2 separate regions of the Mus musculus genome follow, and region 1 is linked to region 2. Evidence: chromatin contacts called from public promoter capture Hi-C data. All regions are on one chromosome and are shown on one strand. The core of a region is the stretch at or near the end of the contact, and the rest is flanking DNA. Distances in the headings are between cores, read along the strand shown.

The links. Capture Hi-C pulls out chosen DNA fragments and counts their contacts.
Region 1: a contact with region 2 is called in a promoter capture Hi-C map of adipose tissue. The contact joins the promoter of Smo here to the promoter of Ube2h in region 2. A contact is called at or near these places in 3 of 39 promoter capture datasets (embryonic stem cells, hippocampal neurons and stem cell-derived epiblast-like cells), 2 of 484 Hi-C or Micro-C datasets (embryonic stem cells and uterus), 5 of 115 datasets of contacts at active chromatin or transcription factors (astrocytes, extraembryonic endoderm stem cells, neural tube and 2 more) and 2 of 9 other capture datasets (adipose tissue and embryonic stem cells).

The regions. Positions count from the first base shown.
Region 1 is chr6:29,733,150-29,740,108 of GRCm38.p6, reverse strand. Smo (smoothened, frizzled class receptor) reads right to left here and starts at 4,612. Exons shown (of 12, transcript NM_176996.4): 1 at 3,756-4,612. The coding sequence starts at 4,098.
Region 2 is chr6:30,302,437-30,310,092 of GRCm38.p6, reverse strand. Ube2h (ubiquitin-conjugating enzyme E2H) reads left to right here and starts at 5,554. Exons shown (of 7, transcript NM_009459.3): 1 at 5,554-6,041. The coding sequence starts at 5,989. 1700095J07Rik (RIKEN cDNA 1700095J07 gene) reads right to left here and starts at 5,478. Exons shown (of 2, transcript NR_166056.1): 1 at 5,004-5,478.

The sequences.
Region 1 (6,959 bases), core at 3,363-5,862, 570 kb after region 2:
CCACCCCAAGACCATTTCATCCATGTCCTGACCAAATAATCAGGTTCCAGGTTCTTCCTTCTCTCTGGCGGCTGTTTTATATAGCAACCCCTGCCCCTCAAATGCGTATGTGTGCACCCAAGTGTGTGTACATACACCGCATATGCAGGTGCCCACTAAGGCCAGAAGAGAGCATTGGCTCCCCTGGAACTGGAGCTATAGGCTGCAGTGAGCTACCAGATGTAGGTGATGGGAATCGAACCCAGGTGCTCTGCAAAACCAGGGAGTATTCTTAACCCCTGAACAATCACTTCAATCCTTCCCTGTTTTTAGAGTTGAAATCTTGAACTGGTCTGGTACTCACTATCTACACAGGTTGACCTAGCACTCACAATCATCCTCCTGTCTCAGCCTCCCAAAAGCTGGAATTGTGAGCGTGTATCACCAACCACACCTAGCCCAAAGAAATCTTTTCAAAATGCAGATACAATTACATTTCTACCTTGTTTCAAAAGCCTTGCTTATCATAGGCTCCTTGTCATCTTTTGATTGGTAGCATCTTAACTTACTACAGGGTGAGCCCTTGCAATCTAGTCCCCCTGAGTCTTACAGTTCTGCTTCTAATGTGCCTTGGTCCAGTTCTATGCCAACATTGTATCTCTAAGTACCATTCTCTGTTCCTCTAAAGCCTTTGCCTCTTCCCGTTCTCTGGCTCAACTCCCTGGACACTCCTGTTTATTTCTCAAGTCACCGGTGAGATGTCAGTTTCTCTGGGTATCTTCTCTTGCTCCCCAAAGCTCTTCGTGTGCCTTCAGCACCTACGATGTGACCAGACTTTTCACAGGTATTGCCAACCCGTTTAATTGTCCTTCCTCCTCTTGAAATCGGAGAGCTCATTTCTGTAATCTCCATCTTGATATACCTCGATCCCTGCCCCAGGATGTGATGTACTCAGTACAATTGAATGTGTGGATTTAGGCTGTATACTCAGCCCAGAGAGGCTCTGAAAAACATAAAGATTGAATCTCTACCCTACAAAGTTTATAATGAACATAAGCTAGAATATCTTTATTACCCACAAAACCACCTGCCAAAGTGAGACAATAAATAACACTAAATCAGGACCTATAATTCCAGATAGGACAAACACTAGCTCCTGGCTCCTACCTGCCTGTGATTCTCACTGACGGCTCCCTTTCACCTTCCCCATCTACTGATCCAGCCTGTGTCAGCACCTGCTTCTAGTCCACACACGGAGAAGAGGAAAGCTGTAAATGGGCAGCAACAGGAAAGAACTCAGTGTGAGTCAGAAGCTCTGGGCTCAGAGCTTGTGCCCCTGTACCGCCATGATTAAGCAGCTAGAGCGACCAAAACCTGAACACCCAGCACATGGTTCTAACTTGCAGACACTCCTGCAGCTCAGCAGCCACTCTTGGGCGCATGGGCTGGGAAAGGTGCACCCTTCCTCCTTGATCTGATAACAGCTTCAGAGGGTAACTGTCACTTGGGAGAATTCAGTCATAGGCCCTGTGAATCAACTCTCACACACACACACACACAAAGAGAGAGAGAGAGAGAGAGGAAGTGGGGGAGAGCATCCTTTCAGCAACACAAAACTTGATGATTGTCTTGTGCTGAGAGGTCAGGATTTTTCATATGGCGTCCTCCTAAATTCAAGTCTCATTTCAGGCCATACCTTATTGAAGATTACTTTCCTTTTTGTATTCTTTTAAGGGTGTTTGTTTGTTTTTATTTGAATTGGTTTGGTTTGGTTTTTTTGAGACAGGGTTCCACTAGGTAGTTCTGGCTGTCCTAGAACCCGCTCTATAGACCAGGCTGGCCTTGAACTCAGAGATCTGCCTGCCTCTGCCTCCTCAGTGCTGAGATTAAAGGCGTGCGCCATCATATCTGGCTGAATCTTTTAAAAAAATGTTGTTGTTTAGTAGTCGGGGGTGTGTGAGCAGGAACATGGGTGCCACAGGGCACACCCGGGCATCAGACAACAGCTGTCAGCACACAGGTCTCTTCTCTCTTGGGTTCTGGGCATGCTGCTCAGATCATGGGGTGTGCATAGCAAGCACCTCTACCTGAGCCATCCGAGGGCTCGTAATCTTTCTTTCATGTTCCGTTTTCATTCTGTCAGTCTTTTGCACATATATAGCTTTAAAGACTACAATTATATTCCCTCTGTATGTCCATTCTTATATCTTCTATACTGCATTTATGCAAACATATTATCATAAGTGTGCATGTGTGAAATCACACAGACCTTACATTAGAGTAATTTATGGATTTTTTTTTTCAAAGCTACTGTTGATTACATATAGCTGCTGCCTTAGATTCTGGGTTTAGCTTCTAAGGTTCTCAACCTTCCTAATGCTGCGACCCTTTAATACAGTTCGCTCCCGCTCCCCAAACCATGAAATTATTTTGATGACTGTAAGGTTGCTACTGTTATAGTTCATAATGTAAATATCTGTGTTTTCTGATGGTCTTAGACAACCCCTGTGAAAGCGTCATTCGACTCCCTCGAGAGGTCTCCACCTATAGGTTACTTTAGAACCTTATCTCCATAGAATACAGTTCTATCTTCTCGGTACCCGCCGTCCTCCAAGTTCCTGCTCCAACATCTGCATCAAGCCAAGAACCTTAGGACCCCAGGCAGCACTCAGCTACAACTGAGAACTCTAGTAGTCAAGTTGACAACACACCTCAGCCCAAGACAGTCAGCCTACGGTTCACACTACCTCCTAGTCGGAGCCTCACAACCTCAGAGGAAGAGCTAAAGCTAGGGACACTGTCAGGCTCTCTGGTTTGCTCCGGGCTCTCAATTTTATTTTCTTTTTCCATCAAGGACAGCTTTTACATCACACCGAAGTGGGGGTTCGGGGTGGGGAAGAGGGATGGGAAAATGACAAGGACTGTCCCCTCCCCAGCACCCTACAGGCTCTCAGTCCAACTGGGTGACAGGCAGAGAGATAAACCATCCTAAATAGCCTAGGAAGGACTTGTTTGATGTAGTCTGCTGTTTTCAGGCTCTGTCACAATCCTACCCCAAGGAAAGGACTTTCTGCCACTCTGGACGGTGCCCACAGGCTCTCAACACCCCAGACTTAATGTTCCTCCACAGCATACACTGGCGTGAGGCTTCACATTTCCACAGAGCCACAAACAACTGTTTAAATCGTCTCCCTCCTTCTTAACCCGAGTGGATCAGAGCTTCCATTTTTCAGATAAGGAAACTTAAACGGGTAAAAACAAGACAAAAATCATTGGTTCCCTGGGCTGATCTAAATCAAGATTACCAGGTGGTTCGTTTGGCTTTTTAGTTACTACAAGGAGGCATTTTTTTTTTCCTTCTCAGAATGTACAAGTTTTCCTCGCCCCTTCCCTCCAAATCCTTAAATGTCTTCCACCTTCATCCTCTCTTTCTTCTCTACAACTCAGATTGCCTCAAGGTCTGAACACTGCCCAGAATCCCCATGGACTGTTGCTTCACGAATACATCTCTTCTCCCTCCTTGCATCCCCCTAACCCCATCCTTACTCGGGCTCTTTGTGACCGACTGGCTTCCCTGGTCTCTTGCCCCGACCCCTTCTCCAACACGCAGAGTCTCCTTCCCGCACGCAACCTGTCCCAAAAGTTCCGGACTCGTTTCTCCAACTATTCCGGGTGCAAGCCGCGCCCGCCCAACAGTTTGAGGCCTGAGCCTTTTCTTTCCGTCAGTGGCCGGTCCCATCACCTCCGCGTCGCAATCCCGACTCCCGCGCGCTTACCGGACCAGAGCACGAGCTTGCCGTGCGCTTCCTCCTGCGAGTCCGAGTCCCCAGCCAGCAGCGTGGTGGTGGCTCCGTAGGGCAGCGCCGAGCCCAGGCACACGTTGTAGCGCAAAGGCTCGCAGTGGGCGGCCCGGCCGCAGTGGCTCAGCAGCGGCGGCGGAGGGCTGGTCACCGGCACGTCCCTCCTCGAGCTCCCGCTGGCGCTGTGAGGCCCAGGCCCGGTCACGTTCCCGCTCAAGGCCGCCCCCCGGCCCGGGCCCCCCAGCAGTACCAGCAGCAGCAACTGCAGCAGCCTCCGGGGCGCCAGCTCGGGCCCACGCACGGGGCGGCCAGCGGCCATGGCCAAACAGCCAACTCAGCAAAAGCTGAGGCGCCCCGGAGCTCCCCGGAGTCCCCTGGCCACACACACGACCCCGGGGGCCGCGGAGGCTACTTAGGCGACCGGTGCGCCCCGAAAGTCTGGGGCCAGCTTTCGCCAGGCGCCGCGCGCGTCCGGGCCCCTCGACTCCCAACTTTGCAAACTTTGGAACCCGGGCCCCATGTTGAGCAGCGCAGGCCCGGGCCAGGATGCACAGACCCCGGACTCCCTGGCCTGGAGATCGAAGCTGTCTTCAACCCTGGGAACCCTCCGGGGCCCCGATCTCCAGCCCCATTCCCTCTCCCACCATTAAAACCGACTCCCAGCCCCTCGATGGAGGCCAGGCGCCGGCCGGGGGGGGGGGGGGGGTGCGGGAGTGGGTCCCCGGCTCCGCCCCCACGCCAGCCCGCGGCCCAGCAGCCACCTCCGCGCGAGCGCGCCGCAGCCCCCTGAGCTCTCCCTGCCGACTACCGGGCTCCTTTGTTGCTCTAGCTGGCCCTGCTCTCTGGAATGCACGGGCCTCGCGGAGCCAAGCCCGGCCCCCCCATCCGCGGAGGCTGGGGGAGGGCCCGAGCGAAGAAAAGCAAGGGGAGAGTCAGACGCTGGAGAGGAGGAGCCCCAGCTTTGGCGGCCTAAATGCCCGAAGGGGCTGGGGTGGGGGTATTCGGGAACCTTCACCCTACAGAAGACCCTCGCGGGGGGGGGGGGGGGGGGGGATGCGTGCAAGTTGTGTCCCAGAGGCACTTGACTGAATCTTTAGTTGGTCCTAAGGTTGTTTGACGTGACTTTTAGGAGAGGACATTTCTCTCAGTTTAGGGTGGCAGGGGGATGCCTAAAGCAGGCAAGAGTTTTCACTCCATTCCTGCCCAATTCCCCAGCCCTACCAATCTTTTCTTGCTTTTTGTTAGTTAGATCTTTCTCAACTTTACCTAGAACCCTGGTGGAGAAGAACCGGAGTTTGGGGGTTTTGCTTCTTTAAATTCTTCCTGCTCGAGATATATATGGGGAAATAACCTCGGAGTCACTCAGAGTAGCTGCTGTTACCTGTGGGGACAGATGTCTATCCTGAGAACATGTCAACACCAAGCCTTTATCGCTCAGGTATGTCAGGGCTGGATGGACTGTGATTTCCATCAACTGTCCCTGATGCACCTTCGGGTTTGTCCGCAGGAAACTAGTCCATCTTGGATGAATACCTGTGGCCCAGCTGCCTCATGAAGTTTCTGTCGTTCCCTTCTCCACTCAGTTCTTCTTTCTTTCTCTCTTTCTTTCTTTCTTTCTTTCTTTCTTTCTTTCTTTCTTTCTTTCTTCCTTCCTTCCTTCCTTCCTTCCTTCCTTCCGTCAGTTCTTTCTTTCTTGCAGCTTCTTTAAGTCACAGCTCCCCTAAGCAAGTCTCCCTCAACGGCTAGGAGACTGGACTGAATGAACCTTGAGTAACTTTTCCTTGTTGACGGACAACTCAATAGCATAGCTTTTCATTTCTTGTTTCTGTAAGAATAGCTCACAGTCAGCCAGATATAGATCGTTTCTGTTATCTCTGTTGTTTAAGAGCAAATTGACTCCTACACTTCAGATACATGCTTAATTGGTACCCAAGTCTCCAGAACTATGTGAGGAATCTAATTCAATTTGGGGGCTCATTTTGTGTTTTAATTTTATTCTTGTTGGTGTGATAAAATATCCTGACATAGCAACTATAAGGCTAAAAGGATGTATTCTGGACTCACAATTCTAGGTCATAGTCCATCATTGTGGAAAACCTTAGACAGGGACCTTAGCTGGTTGCATCCACAATCAAGAGCAGAGAGAAATGAATACATGCATGCTTACTGGTACTCAGCACCTTCTCTGTACTTAACACAGTCCCGGATCCCCTGTCTTGGGAATGGTGCTGCCCATCACAGGCAGACCTGCCTATATCACTTAGTGTAATCAAGACAACCACCCACAGACACACCAACAGGCTGGCTTCATCTAGAGATCCTGCATGGAGATTCTCTTCCCGGAGGATTCTAGATTGTATCAAGTTGACAATTAAAACTTTCAACAGAGCCTGGCGTGGTGGTGCATGCCTTGGGAGGCAGAAGCAGGCGGACTTCTGAGTTCGAGGCCAGCCTGGTCTACAAAGTGAGTTCCAGGACAGCTAGGGCTACACAGAGAAACCCTGTCTCAAAAAAAACAAAAAACAAAAAACAAAAACAAAAACAAAAACCCTATCATCAGAAGCCTTCCTAAAATCCTAGCATGTACTCAAGTGGTGGTATCCTTGTAGAATTTGAGAGTTTTTATTTTTCTGTGCTGGCAAGACTTGCTCTCAAGAAACATTCACAATGTCATGAAAAGTAGCTAATTTTATCCTCCAGTACAAGGACCTTATCCTCATACTCTTTGTATCAATACTCTTTGTATCAATACTCTTTGTATCAACATCCACAATGTCTTGCAAAGCAGTGAAAATTTCTCCAGTACAGGAACCTTATCTTCTTACACTCTTTGTATCCTCATAGATTACATGTGTATACACACACACACACACACACACACACACACACACACACACACACACATATCATCGCTATATATCTTTATTAGCTACTGTAAAATTAATGGTAGTTTACAGCAAAGAGAAATCAGTGTGAGAAGTGAATGATGTGGGATCTGAACTAAAGTATAACTAGAAGGGACAAGAAAGAAAGAAAGAAAGAAAGAAAGAGAGAGAGAGAGAGAGAGAGAGAGAGAGGAAAGACAATACATGTGGGGAAAACATGACTGCAACTGAGAGCATGGGTGGCCTGGTAACTGGAAGTAGTTGAGGAGCAGAAATGATCCCCATGTAGCAAAGA
Region 2 (7,656 bases), core at 4,305-6,804:
GTGTGTAGAGGCATATGTATGTACACTCTTATGGAGATACAGGACAACCTTAAGTGTTATTCTTCTTAGGTGCCATCTACCTTATTTTTGAGATGGATCTCTGACTGGGACCCAGAGTCCACTGATTATCCTCAGGGCCAGCCTCTGTCTCTCTAACACTGGGATTACAAACTTGAGCTACTTTACCTGGCTCTTCTCTGTGGCTTCTGAGGGCCACGCTCATGTTCTTGAGCTGATGCAGTGAGCATTCTACCAAATACGTTACCTCCCCAACCCCTGTTTTGAGATAGGGCTCATGTAGCTGAGGATGGCTTTTGAGCTACCACCCCTCCTGCCGATCTCAGAACTCTGTGTCTCCCATTTCCTTCTTCCACAGGACTTAACAGCATCCCTTGCTCTTTGTCCTCTCCCACCACCAGAGCCCATGCTCTATGGACAGAGAAGTTTCATCTGCATCACTTATTCCTATATATCAAGTACCTAGATCAATATGTGGAACACAAATTGGTCATATTAACCAGGCCTGGTGTGACTCATACCTATAGTCCCATCCCAGCAGTCATGAGGTTGACACAGGAAGATTGTCAAGAGTTCAAAATTAGTTTGGGCTACAGGGTAATGATCTGTCTCAAAATAAATAAATAAATAAATAAATAAATAAAATTTAAAAAAAAATCACAAACCAATTCAGTAGGATGGTGTACTCCTGTGACTTGGGAAAGCAGAGGCAGGAGGAGTAGCTGCCATTTACCTAGATGAAGAAACCAAGGAAAGCCGGGGGTGGTGGCGCACACCTTTAATCCCAGCACTTGGGAGGCAGAGGCAGGTGGATTTCTGAGTTCGAGACCCGCCTGGTCTACAAAGCGAGTTCCAGGACAGCCAGGGCTACACAGAGAAACCCTGTCTCAAAACAAAAACAAAAACAAAAACAAAAACAAACAAACAAACAAACAAAGAAACCAAAGAAAAAGAGGAAAGAATGTTGCATCTGAACTGTATTCTGGGTCTGTGTGCCTGTCTGAAGTTGAGGGGGAAGGGCCTGCATCACAGGAGTCTTCTCAGGCATCAGCAGGGATAGCAAAGAAAGCCCAGAGGCTGGATGAGGTCACGTGGGGATTAGAGCTCTCAGGCATCCACAGCTCCAGAACAGGGAGGTGACACCGTGAGAAAGAAAAGACAGGGCACCAGCAGTGGACTGCACAAGGCCTCTAGCCAGGACACCCTGCCCAGGAGAGCACTCCGTAGATATAGGATAATTCCCAGGCTTCTTTCTCTCGGTTTGGTGCTGGGCAGTATGTGTGAGGTTGCTGGTGGCCCTGTGTGTAGACAAAACATGTCACACATGACTGGTGCTAAAGAGGTTGCAACATCTCTCTGAACCAGACGGAAGCTGCTACTGAGTTGTGCTGCACGGTCCTTAGTGAGGACACAACGACCAGGTTACATAGAGATCATGTGAAGTGAGCTCGGAGGATCATTGTTGTTGTTGTTTGTGTATGTGTGTGAGTGCGCAAACATTCATGGTGTCAGTTCAGGCATACAGCCATGGACACCAGTCCTTGCCTTTCACCTCGTTTGTGGCACTGTCTCTTCTTTACTTCCCACCTGGAATGCCAGGCCACCTGGCCCTTGAGCTTCTGCAGATTCTCTTGCTTTCTGGCTCCCCTTTCTTTCGCTGGAAGAGCAGGGATCTGCACTCCGGCCCACATGGCAAGCACTCTACCTACAGGCCCATGTCTCCAGGGCAGGGCTTTACAGTTTTAGGTCCAGGTATTAAGAGACTGCAGATATGATGACCTCCTGAAGGGATCCAGACCTGCGATGTGTCATTAGAGTGAGCTAGCTCAGAGTGAACTGTTTTCTCTGAGAAACAATCCCGTGGGAACAGGAGACTGTTGGGGGCATGGGGGTGGGGCTATTTTAACACTGGGTAGGGACAACCATAAATTCACCTTAAGGATTAATAGGCCATGTCAGAAATGGTTTTAGTTTCTTGTTGGCCTCTTCCACTCACTCTGCCAAAAACCTGGCTTCATCTTAGTGTCTCGTTGGAAGCACTATATTCTCTCAAGCTTATTTCTTGCCTTGTAGAAGCTGCATATGAGATCAGAGGCCCCTCTGGTCAAGCCTGGCCCTGCCCCGGGGCAGAGATAAACAGGCCCAGAATCCATTTCTCAGATTGCAACACTGGTGAGTCAGGCAGGGTCGGACAGCTGCTCCCTCCCAGGCGCCCCTTGGCTGTACCTGATAAGGAAGCTCATCGCTCATTCCAGAACTCCGTCTTGCGAGTGCACAAGTATAAACAGACACTCCCAGGCCCTGGTGTTGTCTTAGGGTAAATTATTGACATTCTGAACGGCTGAAACATGGGAGAAAGGGGAAAGCAAACCAACAGACTCGATAGTAACTTCAGTTTTCTTTAGCAAAGCTGTGGAAAAAAATTTGAACTTATTCAGCCAAGGGCAGGCTCAGGAGTTCCTTGAAGCTATGGAAGCAGGAAGGAAGAAGGTTAGACTTGGGGAGGCGCATTCAGGAAAGAACAAATGGCAAAAATACCCAGAGGGAAATGTGTGCCTGCCTACCTTTGCCACAGAGACAATGGATGTTGTAGCATCCTCAAAAGCAAGTAAACAAAACCAATTTCCCCAAAGCGAATGACCTCCTCCTATAACTGGTGTATAAGGAGTGGGGGAAATGGGGTGCTAAGAGCATAGTAACAGTTACATAAGACCAGTACTAGTGCCAGACTACACCTGGTCATCAGTATTTCCCATAGTGCACCTGGTCATCAGTATTTCCCATTCCCCCTGTGGAAAGCAGTTCATAACATCTAAGGCTTTCACATTGATCTTTTCCATTGAACTCCATCAAGCCACTCAATCTGGGTAGGGCATCAGAGCCCATACTTTACAGATGAGGAAATTTGAGGTTCAGGAAGGATATAAGTAACTTACTGAGGCATAATGAAGAGCAGGGAGAGGTAGATCAGTCCTAAGTAGCCAAGAGTTAAAGTACTTCCTAGGACTGGAGAGATGGCTCTGCAGCTAAGATGTAGTGCGGCTTCTGTAGAGGATTTAAGTTTGGTCCCCAGTACCTACAAAGGGGCTCAAAACTGTCTGTAACCTGTAACAACAGTTCCAGGGAAAATGACTCTTTCTCTTCTAGCCTCTAAGGGCACCAGGCACATAATACACATGGATTCATGCAAGCAGACAGTCATATGTATTAAACAGAAATAAATCCACCCCCCCCAAAAAAAAAACAGTGGGCGTGGTGGCACACGCCTTCAATCCCAGCACTTGGGAGGCAGAGGCAGGAGGATTTCTGAGTTCGAGGCCAGCCTGGTCTACAAAGTGAGTTCCAGGACAGCCAGGGGTATACAGAGAAACCCTGTCTCGAAAAACCAAACCAAACTAAACCAAAAACCCACCACCACCAACAACCTCCAAAGGACATCATGGTTCTCCTTTGCTAAGACTGCTTCCAGGGCTCACCCTCCGTTACCTGTGGAGGGAGCAGGCTTGCCACCATCAGCGTGGTCTGCAAGTTTCCGTTATGAAACACTTCTCTGGTTAGTCTCCCAAGTTTTTTTGCTCACAGCAGTTGTATCAGTGAGGAGGAAAAGACCATGTAGAATTTTTAAGCCCTAACTCCAGGCCTTTCTTCCTCTAGTGTCCTTTCCTTGACTGTCTGTTCTATATATATGCTGTGGTTTTAGAGACAATGACCACAGGTCCTCTAGGTGCCACTGTGTGTGTGGTGGAGGAGCAGAGAGCACACAGCTCCTGCCTTTTGGGCATAGGACTTTATAAATGCACTTAACAGTCAGATAGGTGTCTCGAAATTGAGACATCTTTTGGAATCTTGACGGCAGAGCTTTTCTGACTTTGGCCAGCATCGGAAACATCCGGGGTACTTGTTAAAGACAAGGCTATTTAGGCCTCACCCCAGACCTTCTGAATTCCCAGCAGCAGTTCCTGGACTCTGTGTGAGCTTAACAAGCTCCCCAGGTGATTCTGAGGTGTTGGGCCAAGCTTGAAAACCACTGTCTTAGCACAGGGGAGGGAGGTAATCAGGCAAAGGAGGCTGGGGGAGCCACTCTAGGAAAGCTGGTAGGGGCAATAACACCCTAGGGAGTCTGGTGCAGACAGTGAGAAAGACAAATCTTGTTTTGTTTTGTTTTCTTCCTTCAATGAAGTGATCAGATAAAGGTGGCTAGAAGTCTTTTCATACCCGTCTGCTGACAGATTTCTCCTAGGAGAAAGCAATGGATAGTCTTTTTTTCTCCCCAGAACATAGAGTGGAAGTTACCAGGGGCTGGTGGGATGGGGAGGAGGGGTTATTCTTTTAAGGGCACATGATTTCTGTCTGGATTGATGAAAAGGTTCAGGAAATGAGCACTAGTCATACTTGCACAATATTTAATGGTTTTTTGCTGTTGCATTGAATATTTAAATATGGTTAACATTGTATATTTTATATGTATGTTACAACTAAAAAAAAAAAAATAGCTGGCATTTTGAAGGGTAGAAAGATAGGAGCAAATGATCTTCAATTTAGCCCTCAGTACCTGACCTGACAAAGTCCAAGTGTGTGTCATAGAGAAAAGACAATAGATAAAGCTTTTGAGGATACTTGGCACTATTCTGCCTCTTTTACCTTGTTGCTCCTTAGGTTTACAGTACTTTTGAGCCCTGTAGAGCAGTATATCTCAGACTTCACTGTTCAGGGAACTGTCTGAGAACTTAGTTCAACTGCATATGTTAATTGAGTAGGCCTAAGGCCCTTCTAGAGGCATTCCTTCCTAGTTCTCAAATGATGCTGACACTCTGGTCCATTCTGGGAGAGCTGTGTAAATTTCATCTTCATCTACACTGTATCCTCAGAGTCATGAACTGATATAGGAGTTCAGAGGGCAGAACTGTGTCTTTGTTCTGCATTATAACTTATTTAGGGTGCTTCTATCAGTCACCTTTGTGATTTTAAAAAGGACCTCAACTTACCTCAAATTCTGTAGAATGAGGATGTTAGTATCAAATTATTTCTGTTCTTTGCTGCTTCTACTGCAGTTCCGGAGTTGTTGACCTTGTTTGCATAGAGGGTAAATGAACCCTGTTTGCAAGCTCTGGGGAAGCCTTACTGTAGTCTAAATCCCTGCAAACCAATTCCCTCTGAAGAGGGAGCAGAGTGGAGAGAACATGCTGGTGTGGGAATTTCCAGATTTGGACGCCAGTCTGAGTAATTGCCACTTTGGCCTCCTCCATATCCAAACAGCCTTTGCAGCACTGTTGAGAGGGTGGTACATAAAGTATGAATGTAATCATACTGCCATTATTTACTACCGTCGTTTATGTTGATGGTAACGACACTGGCAGTTGATCGATGAAGTGTGTGAGGAGGTTGGGGGAGGGGGCGGAGGGAATGCACGATGGCAGGAGAAAGAGGAACTACATCTCCCAGAACTCCCCTGACAAGCTTACACCGCGACGACGATGCTCCTCCCCTCCCACCGGCGCCCCGCCCCTCAGATGACGTCACAGAGGTGACATCACGGCGCCTAGAGCGAGGCTAGGGTAGAGAGGCCGACCGAGCTGGAGTCGTCGGCTTGTGGAGGAAGCAGCTGGGAGCTGGCGAGAGCGTGAGCGAGCGGGCGGGCAGGCGAACGAGCTAGCGCAGGCGGGAGGGAGCGGCGCACGGCGCGGAGCAGCGGCAGCCCGGGCCGCGGCGGAGCCTCAGTCGGAGGGCAGCCCGAGCGGGCGCCTCGGTCCCCGCCCCCACTCGGCGGGGCAGTGCCCGGTGTTCCCCCGTGCGGGGGGCGGCGGCTGAGCGGACCCCACGGGACCGCGCGGGTGTTGCCACCTCGGCCGAGGAGCCGGCGAGGCCGCGGGGCCCTGCGAGCTGGGCCCGGAGCCCGTGACAGACGGGCCAAGGAGGGGAGAGAGGCGGCGGCGGCGCAGGCGACGGGGAGGCAGCGGCAGCGGCGACACCATGTCATCCCCCAGTCCCGGCAAGAGGCGGATGGACACGGACGTAGTCAAGCTGTATCCTTCATGGAGGGGAATTCGGACTGCGTGTGGGGCGGGTGGGGGTGCCCACTCGAGGGCTCCGGGGCACTCCAGGCCACTGGCCGCGCCTCCCCTCCCTCCCCCAGTGCCTACGGCGGCCCCTTGGCACCTCCCCGGAGCCGAGGGCTTTTTCAGTCCCCCTTTATCTGCAGCCCCCCGAGATGTGCGTTGTTCTTCGCCTTCCTTGCACTCCCCCCCCACCCCCAGCCCCTGACTTTCCCTCTACGACGTTTGGATTCCTAAGACGGCCCTTTCTTAGGGGTGTGTGTGGGGGTATAACTAGACGCCTCCTTCGTCACCGGGAGCTCATCTTCAGGGTCTTTGCTTCCTGTTTGCTAGCTTTGGGTTTATGGGTTCATTATAGAAATTCCTGAGAGGGAAGCCTTTCTCTCTCTCTCTCTTTCTCTCTCTCTCGGGTGTCCCTGTTCCTTCCAGTCACAGTGCTGCTTAAACTGGGGTAACTCAAGCAACCTTCTTTATCCCTAATTCCTTTCTATATTAGGAAGAGAGTAGCCTGCCCAGGGCCCCCTCTTGTAATAAAGAGCTCCGTGTGTTTTAAATCAGACACTCCTGTTAAGCCTTCTGGTCTGGAGAACCTTCCTGTTTTTCTTTCTACTCACAAAGCCTATCCCACTCATAGTGCATGCAGTGAGGACCCCCAGGCCCTCTTAGCAGGCAGGCCACCCTCCATATTGTGGAACTGACAGCTGGGACGAAGGAGAGAAAGGAGCTCCCCGAACAAAATAGCCACTTGAGCAAAACTCCCTCTGAGGATATGGTTCTTGGGGACTGCTTGCCCTGATCTGGGCCAAGTGACACCTTTTATTTTCTACCCCTTCCCCCAGCTTTATATACACCCGAGGTTGCAGTGGGAGAGCTGTAACTGATAAGAGTCCTCCAGGCAGTGGTTTTGGTTGGAATCCAGGCTGATTTTTTTTTGCATGACCAGTAGAGAAATTCGCGAAGGTTCCTAAGGCAAATCGAGCATTTAAAAAAATGTTTTTATTTTTTGAGGGTGGGGGTGAGAGCCCAGTGTTGTAAATAGCTGATCCCCAGGGAGAGGGTGAGGGGGGGCGGTAGTGTGTGAAAGGCTGTTAACAAGTCTTGTCTCCTGTTTCTCTTTTCTGCCTCGCCCCCATCCCCCAACCATTTCCCCCGTTGCAGGATTTTGTTTATATAACTCAAGTTGTTTGTCTAGATTCTTCAGGTAATTCCTTCTCTTACTTGTTGCTGTTTTTTATTTTTTTATTTTTCCTAAACATCAGTGGTGGTTGTCAAAAACTCAGTTATGGAATTTGCTGAAGTTTTTAAAAGTAGTTTTTGCTTAGGATTTTAACTTGGGGGATGGGAGGAAAGTTGCCTAGGCAAGAGTTTTCTTTTTCATTTTCTTTCTTTTTTTTTTTTTTTTTGTGACATCTTTTCAAGAATAAGAAGGTATTTTTTCTCTTTGCCCAGGGGAGAGCTGGCTAGAAATTAAGAATAGTGGTTAGACTCGCAAGTTTTAGGGTTTGAAATCTAGAATTTGGGGGAAGGGCAGTAGTAGGAAGGACTAGAGTGAAGCCAGTAAGAAAGAGTATTACGCTAGATACAC